Regions from separate parts of the Gasterosteus aculeatus genome. Here region 2 is linked to region 1. The links are chromatin contacts, called in public Hi-C maps. All regions are on one chromosome and are shown on one strand. Each heading gives the region's core, a stretch centred on a gene start, on an enhancer-like site or on the middle of the called end of the contact. The rest is flanking DNA. Distances are from core to core; before and after follow the strand shown.

The links. Hi-C and Micro-C count contacts between places; a contact is called where the count stands out from the background.
Region 2: a Hi-C map of tail fin shows a contact between it and region 1, with 4 times the contacts expected there. The contact joins the enhancer-like site here to the promoter of ano5b in region 1. A contact is called at or near these places in 4 of 6 Hi-C or Micro-C datasets (skeletal muscle, tail fin and whole body).

What each region holds. Positions count from the first base shown.
Region 1 is chr12:10,417,589-10,421,670 of fGasAcu3.hap1.1, forward strand. ano5b (anoctamin 5b) reads right to left here and starts at 2,279. Exons shown (of 20, transcript XM_040201349.2): 1 at 1,787-2,279. The coding sequence starts at 1,862.
Region 2 is chr12:10,489,977-10,494,058 of fGasAcu3.hap1.1, forward strand. No RefSeq gene overlaps it. Among protein-coding and RNA genes, the nearest start is that of cilp, 8.7 kb to the right of the region's middle. Within about 2 kb of position 2,280, at least 1 of the 9 cell types and tissues checked has open chromatin away from gene starts, as enhancers often do.

The DNA of each region.
Region 1 (4,082 bases), core at 1,029-3,528:
AGTATATACAACCGTTATCAGCCAGTGTTTGGACAGCTGTGGAGAGGCAATGCTCTCCTAACACGCGTGTATATATGGAGCTGAGGACAGAACCGTTCTTCTGTCACGCGGGTCTGAAGGTCTGTCATGATAAGAGGCAGAACAAAGCCTTTGTAGAGCGAGAGGAGTCTATTAACGCCCTGCTAACCCTGGTACACAGGCACGTGTCTTCATTAACCACTGGCTGATTAACACAGTAGCTCTTATATTCAACTCAACACAAGGTGATTTAATGTGAATGTTACGGGATAAATTCCTCTCCCTTGGTGCTCTTTTGTGATGCAGCGTAATAAATGCTATTGATCCAGCTGTTAGGTAGACAGTCATTCAAGGGAGATACAGGATACCTTTTCAGTTGTGAATGAACATTTTCAAGAGATGTTTTTTGGGCCTTTGTTAAAGTAACCAGCGGACTCAAAGCTGCAAAACATGTAAGGAGCTTGACTTAACATTCTTTATTCCCCTAAGAAGATCACAACCAATATAGTCTGATTCATTTCATAGCAGTGCTGTTACTACATCGTAAGGCTTCAATTGCTCATAAGATAATATGTATATATAGTATAATGCACATTTAATAATGCTTAAAAGGCGTTATGGACGTATTCTATTACACATTTCTAAAAGAGTAACTTCTGATATGGTACTTTTACCGGACTTCAACAGACACGTGTGCTTCAGTTAGTGACAATTTGAATATCAGGTTTAACAAAAGTTTACTGCTGCAGTTTAAATATGAAGTTCAAAATGTCAATGAGAGGATACAAAAAGTTCAAAGTACAATGGTCCCTGAGAGAAGAGACATGGATGATATATACGAGGATTAGGGACATTAAACGAAGGCGTTCCCCACATTCTCTCAAAGACACTACTTCATTACTGTTCATAAGGATTATTTATTTGTGCATGGTTGATTATAATGTTTGTCACATTATGTCCAATTATCTTATGTATCAGTATTTAACCAAAATTGGCCTTTTCTGTTTAAAACGATGAAATTACCTCTTCGTTTAACTCTAGATGAGTGACATTTCAGACAGTAGGAAGCACACAACCACTGTTCACTAACACAGAATTACCCAGCAGTCTGTTTTGCTCCTGGCTTGTTATGGGATGGCTGTTAACTCGATGTCAAACATATAACACATCAGGTACAATAAACTCTTCTGTGTGCAGATATATATCAATGAGCTCATCATTCTGCTGTGCAGATCTGACAGTACTGACTGACACAACTCTAATTAATCATTTCCTTCCTACAGTCTCCATCTTCTGGTTTATGCATGATGTGATTCACAGCCTGAGTGCTGAGAAGTGCTGAGGTGCCAAAATCACACCAAATAAATAACATTCCTCTAAAAATGAATTCAATCGAGTTGTGGCAAAAAGAAGTATGCGAAGAAAAATAAGGATACGTAATTAAGGCCCACACAGATGCTAAACTGGCATTAGGGTGTGTGTGTGGGGGGGGGGGGGGGGGGGGTATATTCGTCAAGGTGTCATTCCATTTGTATTTATTTAGGATGAGGATCATCCCACCCAAAGAAAATGTTAGGATATGGATTGTTCACTATGACACGACATATACAGTAGTGTTTCTTTGCCAGAGTAGCATGTCGCTCCATTGCAATCAGTAAAAGTGAGGCCGCCTTTGGGCCAGAATGAAACATGTGACTTAAAATGCCCCCCCCCCCCCACCTCCGGTGACTATTGAAGAATAACAATGAGTGCGTCTTCATCGAATTACCTCCAGTCTGTGGATCCGCCACGCCGTGCAGCTCGATCAGAGTTTCCTCCTGCGCCTCTCCCGTTATTCGTCTCATAGCGGCCGGCGGTGTTATTCTCAAAGGCTTCACCTCCTCGCAGGAGCGGGGGGAGGCGGGGGGAGGATGAGCGGCGATGACGACATCGGCGGGATCACACGCGGGACTCGATCAGTGCGATTCACGTCGTCGGACGGAATGCGCGTCGCATGTGTACATCACGGAGGGGTCCTGGAGGAAGGGTTCATACCCTGCTGGGCTCCCTGGCGCTACCCGACGACAGCGGGCACGCATAAAGGGGAGGGTCACGGCTTGTTTTCCGTCGGCAAAATGGCATTTGTGTGCGTGCGCGTGTGTCTGAGAGAGAGGGGGGGGGGGGGGGGGGGGGTGAGTAGATATTGTTTAAACCTATTTAGCGTGATTAGAAAGGAGAGCGCGTGGTAGAGACGGCAAACAGCAGTAGAGGAGCAGGTCACCTGAGATATTTAAATTTAAAAAAAAAGGAAAACTCCAACACGAGGACACTGACGGTGCAAGAGGACATCTTGTGGCTATTTCCAATACTGCACGCGTCTACTTGATATTGTTAAATTACCTGACGTTTAACAGGAAAGTAAACTATGGTTTCATCATTTTCACGAATGCAAATCGGTACCACATGAGAGATACATGTTTTAAGTATTTTCTAAAAATTTGCTCAGTCAGCTGCTGTTTACTTTTTTCCTCCTCCAGTATTTACCAATCAGTTAATAAAACAGTCATTGAATGAAAAATACCGCAAGTTAAATCGCCAAAGCAAAATTAATAATTTATTACCCTTTATGATGACGTCGTGACATACGTACCTGCAGACATTTTCATAACCTGGCAACTTAAATGTTCAGTGTTTTATAGGCCTAAGTGATAAAGAACATATGATGTATCAACCAATAAAAACGGTATAAACTAGTAACCCTAAAACCTTAAGTTGAGCAAAATATATTAAGTAAACAGTCTCCCCATCTAAGTGGTCCCTTAGTATTTATTTATTACAACTGACTAGGCACTCACACCATGCAGCTTATTTTGAATTATTCATATACGGCTTGCTCGTGTTCTCCAGCCGGCGGCCAATCAGGGTACTTTCTTGTTGTCTTGAAAACTGCTAACAGTTATGTTTTTTGTAATTAGACCAAATGCTTGGGAACAACTGGTTTACACAATGTGTAAAAGATACAAATTGTATATGAAACTATGTCAGTGTACAATTTAAATCTGAAATGTGTAGTGGAGTAGGCCTACAGGAAAGAAGTATAGCATTACATGGAAGCAATGAGGTCAAATTCATCAAAACAGTGTGCGCTTAAGACCCCACATGCAGGGTACGTCAAGTAGCACAAATGTTCACTAACGTAAAATCACAGACTAAGTTGACATATTAGACTGGATATTGTGTAAAATGGTTATAGATGCCTACAGAGGCCCATAGTAATGTCGTTGTTTCAGGACATCACCGTGGCCATCTTTCTGTATTTTGTGACGTTGAGAGAGAGACTTTATATTATGACAAATATAACTGTCTGTAATAGACTTAATCGCAAAAGTCTAGAAATAATCTGCTTATAGATACTGTATCAATGTATGTATTATGGATCCCTCTGGGTCTGAAATGAATAAATATATATATTGGGCATTGCTCTATGTATATACATATATAAACTACAATGGTTGATCAACCCTAACCTATTCCTAAATATACAGCCAAATGTTGATATAAAGTGTATACAGATTAAAATTATTTAAGGCACTGAAAATATTGAGTTATATATATATATTTTATTTTAGTTTAGCTTCAAAATGCATATGTCGTCCACAAGGGGGAGATCGTGTACAACTTTAACAACCGCTGCTTTGTTGCAGCTGAGTGCTCGAGGTCTCCCTTGTTTATTTTTCATATTAAATTCACGTGTCGAACCATGAACATAAAAAGATTCCTACTCACAGAATCATATGATAATGTTGTCAAATAATTATGAATCAATAAAACAGCTGCCATGTGTCCATTGTGATCCGAATGGTTGTCATGTTGTTTCATCATCTATATATTTGGCTGCCTTGCTCCAATCATTTATCCGGTTTATTGTTAGAAACATTATCAATAGCCTGATATTACATACCATTTCCGTTTGGGACGTCTAAATGAATACAACACATTGATTGGCATCGGCTTAAATGGCACCAGTGTAATGTCTACCCTATGTGTTTAATGGGTTATTGGTAATGGTACCAGTAGTACCAAAT
Region 2 (4,082 bases), core at 1,030-3,529, 72 kb after region 1:
CACTTCAGAGTAACGTCGTTCAGTCTCTTGCGTCTCTGCCGAGGGACTGGCTGTCCCCTCCTAACTTCCATCACATGTCTAAGGCTGCTGCCCAAGGAACAGTCCGCCGCTCAGATCAATTCACCTCCTGCCCTTTATCTGAGCCACTCAGGCGCTAATCAAAGAAGGGGAGGAGCCTGTTCATCAAGCACTGCACACGGTCTGTTGTATTTCACCAGGTCCTAAGATCCCCAAGTGCCGTTTATCAAATAAAAACATTGGAAAATCCAAATGCACTTCTCAGAATATGAAACACAAATGTATTTCTGTCTCTTTTAATGAGATGTCAGGGATGTTTTTCAATGTATGCTGCTTTAATGTTGCACCAGGGACCAATTACGCTGTCACAGCCCATCATTCACTCATCTTTTTTTAAAGATCAAATCTCTTCTTACTCCCAGATGATCTTGATAGAAATGGCAAACAGTGTCAGTTTACTCTCATTCTTCAAAAAAAACAAGATTTTGTCAGCCATAAAATGGATGGAAAATGTATTCTCCAATATTACATGAATATTTATGTGTTTGAACGTGTGTGTGTGTGTGTATAGTTTATAAAATATTGAAAAAAGGTTCCTAGGCAAACTGTGGCCTCCAACATTTGGAAATCCGTCATAATTAGTTGATTGATACAATCCAGGGAGTGTGACCTTCTAGTGGAATCAATTGGACCCAAACACAGACCAACAAGAATTGACTAATTACGGTCTCACGTCCCGTACCCGTCTCTAATGGCGGAGCAGTCAGGATCTTCATTAAGTAGTCGCGGAACTTGATTACCCGACACATGCACCTGTAGATGGACGCGGCAATGGACCCATTTATCCAGTTACACAGATGTGGGGAACGTTCTCTAATGTTCTTCCTGAGGAGGATCAATCTGAGCTGCTCTGCTGATGGATAGACGGAGCCTAGATAACTGGGGCAACAGATGGGAGGAGAGAAATGAGGTGGAAAAAATATATAATGAAAGGTAAGGAAAGAAGAGAGGGGATGGAAAAAAAGGAATGGAAGGAAATGTAAGAGAAAAATAAATAAGATAAGAAAGGAAACAGGAATTAAGTGAAAAGGGGAAAGAAACATAAGAGAAAAGAAAGAAAATTAAAAGACAAGAAAGTATATTGAATTGTTTTAAGTTGTTTTGGAAGAAATGAAAGAACCACATCACTAGACACACACACACACACACACACAACAAGTGATGAAAGATATTGCAGCAGAGTCAAAACATTCCCTGTGGCTCTGCTTACAGTTTGAGGAAGAAAGATTGAACTTGAATGGTTGACAATCCTTCAACCATTCTTTCCTCAAAAAAAAGATGAGGTTGAGGTAGGAAATAACGACAGTGACTTGTTAATACAGGACAGGTTAGAGGTCCGAGGTCAGAGTGAGTGAGAATAGGAGGCTGGTTGATGGTTGAGGCCGACGTCTACGCTGCTTCCAGGTCAGACTTGCGGCTGCACGGCTGCAGGGCACTGAATCATTCCACATACAGCGCGGCTGATCCACAGGCACAAGAACAAAATGAAAAGCTTCGAAAGTAATCTTCAAGATAATAGACTTGCTCTGGCCAGAGGTGGATCAATAGCGGCCTCGGCTCGGGCAGGCGGGGAAAAAAAAGAGACGTTTTCCTTTTTCGTCTGCTGGAGATGTATCTTAACCTCGTCCATTACCAAGATGAAAGTAGGGCAGCACAGTGCAGTCCAAAGGCATTCATCTCTGTCTCCATGATATTACAGCCAGTCTTTACTCCTGCCTCCCTCCCCCTTCCTCCACCACACGCTGTGCCTCTCTGTTGCATGGCAAGGATGGATGGAAAGTGTCTAAAAGAGGTTCGCTTGTTATGAGAGTTCATTATCTTACACACTGAGGGAGGAAGGGACACAGTGAGATGTTCACATGGGGGAATCCCATGGACTGTAGGGAGTTACTCAAAGCATTGAAAAGGGGGGCAGGAGGGATGCTGGTCCCAAAAAAAAGCAGGTCAAGAGGGTCAAACACAAAACACAACACAGTATTCATAGCAGGCAGACACCACCACAATGCCAGAGTGGGAAAAGAAGTGTACTTTATTGTACCAGCAACTGTTCCACTGTTATGGAAATGCTTGTTTAAAAAGGTGAATTGTTGGTTTTGTGTCGCCCCTGGTAAAGCTTTGTTGTCCTCCCTGACAGACACTTGAACTAAGCAGGAGCAAAGTTGATCTCTCCCAGTATGTGTGTGTGTGCGACGAGCGTGTATCTGCTCTGAAATTGTGTGTCGGTGAATGTGCACACACTGCTGTTTGTCCCCTATCGGTATGCTGCCAATTGTCAGACTGGAAGCAGGCTCTTTCAAATCAAGAACAAAAGGCTCTGGTTCGCCCGCTGCAGATACGCCGCTTTCCTCTTGAATGAAGCAAAGCCAGTGGTGCAAAGACAAAGCGTGAATAAATGGGAAGGGGAGGCGGGTTGGGGGGGGGGGCACAAAAAAAGGATTTATCAACTCATGTTAGCATAGTTATCTCAAGAGGTGTGAAGAAAGAGGGAGATCCAGAAAGAAGAGGCGTAGAAGGGGGGCGTACGGAAAGAAAGAGCGCAACTGTAAGTAGAGAGGGGAAACGTTCCCATGGCCGCTGCCCTTATTTCTTCCCCCCCGGACGGTTGCTATGGTTTGGAGAGGAGTTCTGGCTGCGTCTCGTGTGGTCGCTGGTACAGTGTGACCCGGTCCAGATGGCCTGGTTCTCTTTCTCCTCGGTGTCTGCAGCTCACTGCGGGGACTGTGACAGACGCACAGCAGAGCTAACGGCCCACAGGGAGGACAGAAACACACACGCACACACACACACAAGCAGAAACCGACGCGTTTACAGACGACGGATTCGTCAGAGGGAGAAACGGGGAGAAATAAATGTTAGGACAAATACATCAGTATGTATGTTGTTCAGTCGTTTACATTATGGGGCCTGGATCACAAGGAAAAAGCAAAACAACACAAATGGTGTGTTCTATTTGTATTATTGATGTGGAAAATCTAAAAGACACGAAGAAACAAAGGAAACAAAAGAATGTGGACAAAATCCATAATAGATTACTGTCTTGAAATGAGGGGAAGAAAAGTGTATCCAAACCGAGCAGCTTAAAAACACAAACAGATAAGTGATGAATATCATACAAAACATAGATTGCTGAGTAGTGAGGTAAAGGTTTCACGCATGAATGGTTTGATAAAGATATCAATCACCTGGGCAGAGCTTAAAGCAGCACTGACCCCTTCGATTTTCTACCACAGCTCCTCATCTATCTGTCTTAACACTCGTTTGAAAGAGTGGCCCCCACTTCCTGTCGAGCGTGAAATGTGACATGGAGAGCTTCATCATTAGCTCCTGAGCGTCTGAACGTGAACTGTTGTCTGCCAGCTGCTCCTCTCCTCACACTTCTCTCAGCGCCACAGGTGCATCCCTCCAGTCCATCCAGCCCTCGAACACCTCGGCCCCGCAGCAGACTGGCTCCTGCCCTGCAATTCCCATGCTCATCTATTATCACTGACACACAGGGGCCGCACTTTGCCTCCAAGCTGGTAACAAGCTGCCAAAACATGTGGGATCTTCTCAGTCCCTCACCTTTGCTCTGTTATTGCCTGTAGAAGACATGCATCACCGTTTATATACTGTATATATATACATATGTATATATTTCACGATATATTTTTCCCGTTCACTTCTCATTCACCATTCATTTAATTTAGCTGAAGCTCCTCCACCTCTTCTCTCCGCTGAAATCACTCCAGGATACGGTGGAATTTCATGCAGAGGATCTAGCTTTAATTGGATAATTAAGAAAAGCCAGATGAGGCATTAATTGTCCTTGCTGGGAGGAGAATTGCCCATTACCAGGTGATTTTCTCAAACATGACTATTACTTACAGTATGTAAAGACTTTATGCTTCAGTGACTGGTTAATTACATCCATTACCGGGAGTGGATGGCACGTTCACACCTGGGGGAACACGCACACACACGGATGATAGAGGATTTAATTTGTCCTCCCAAGAACGCACACATTT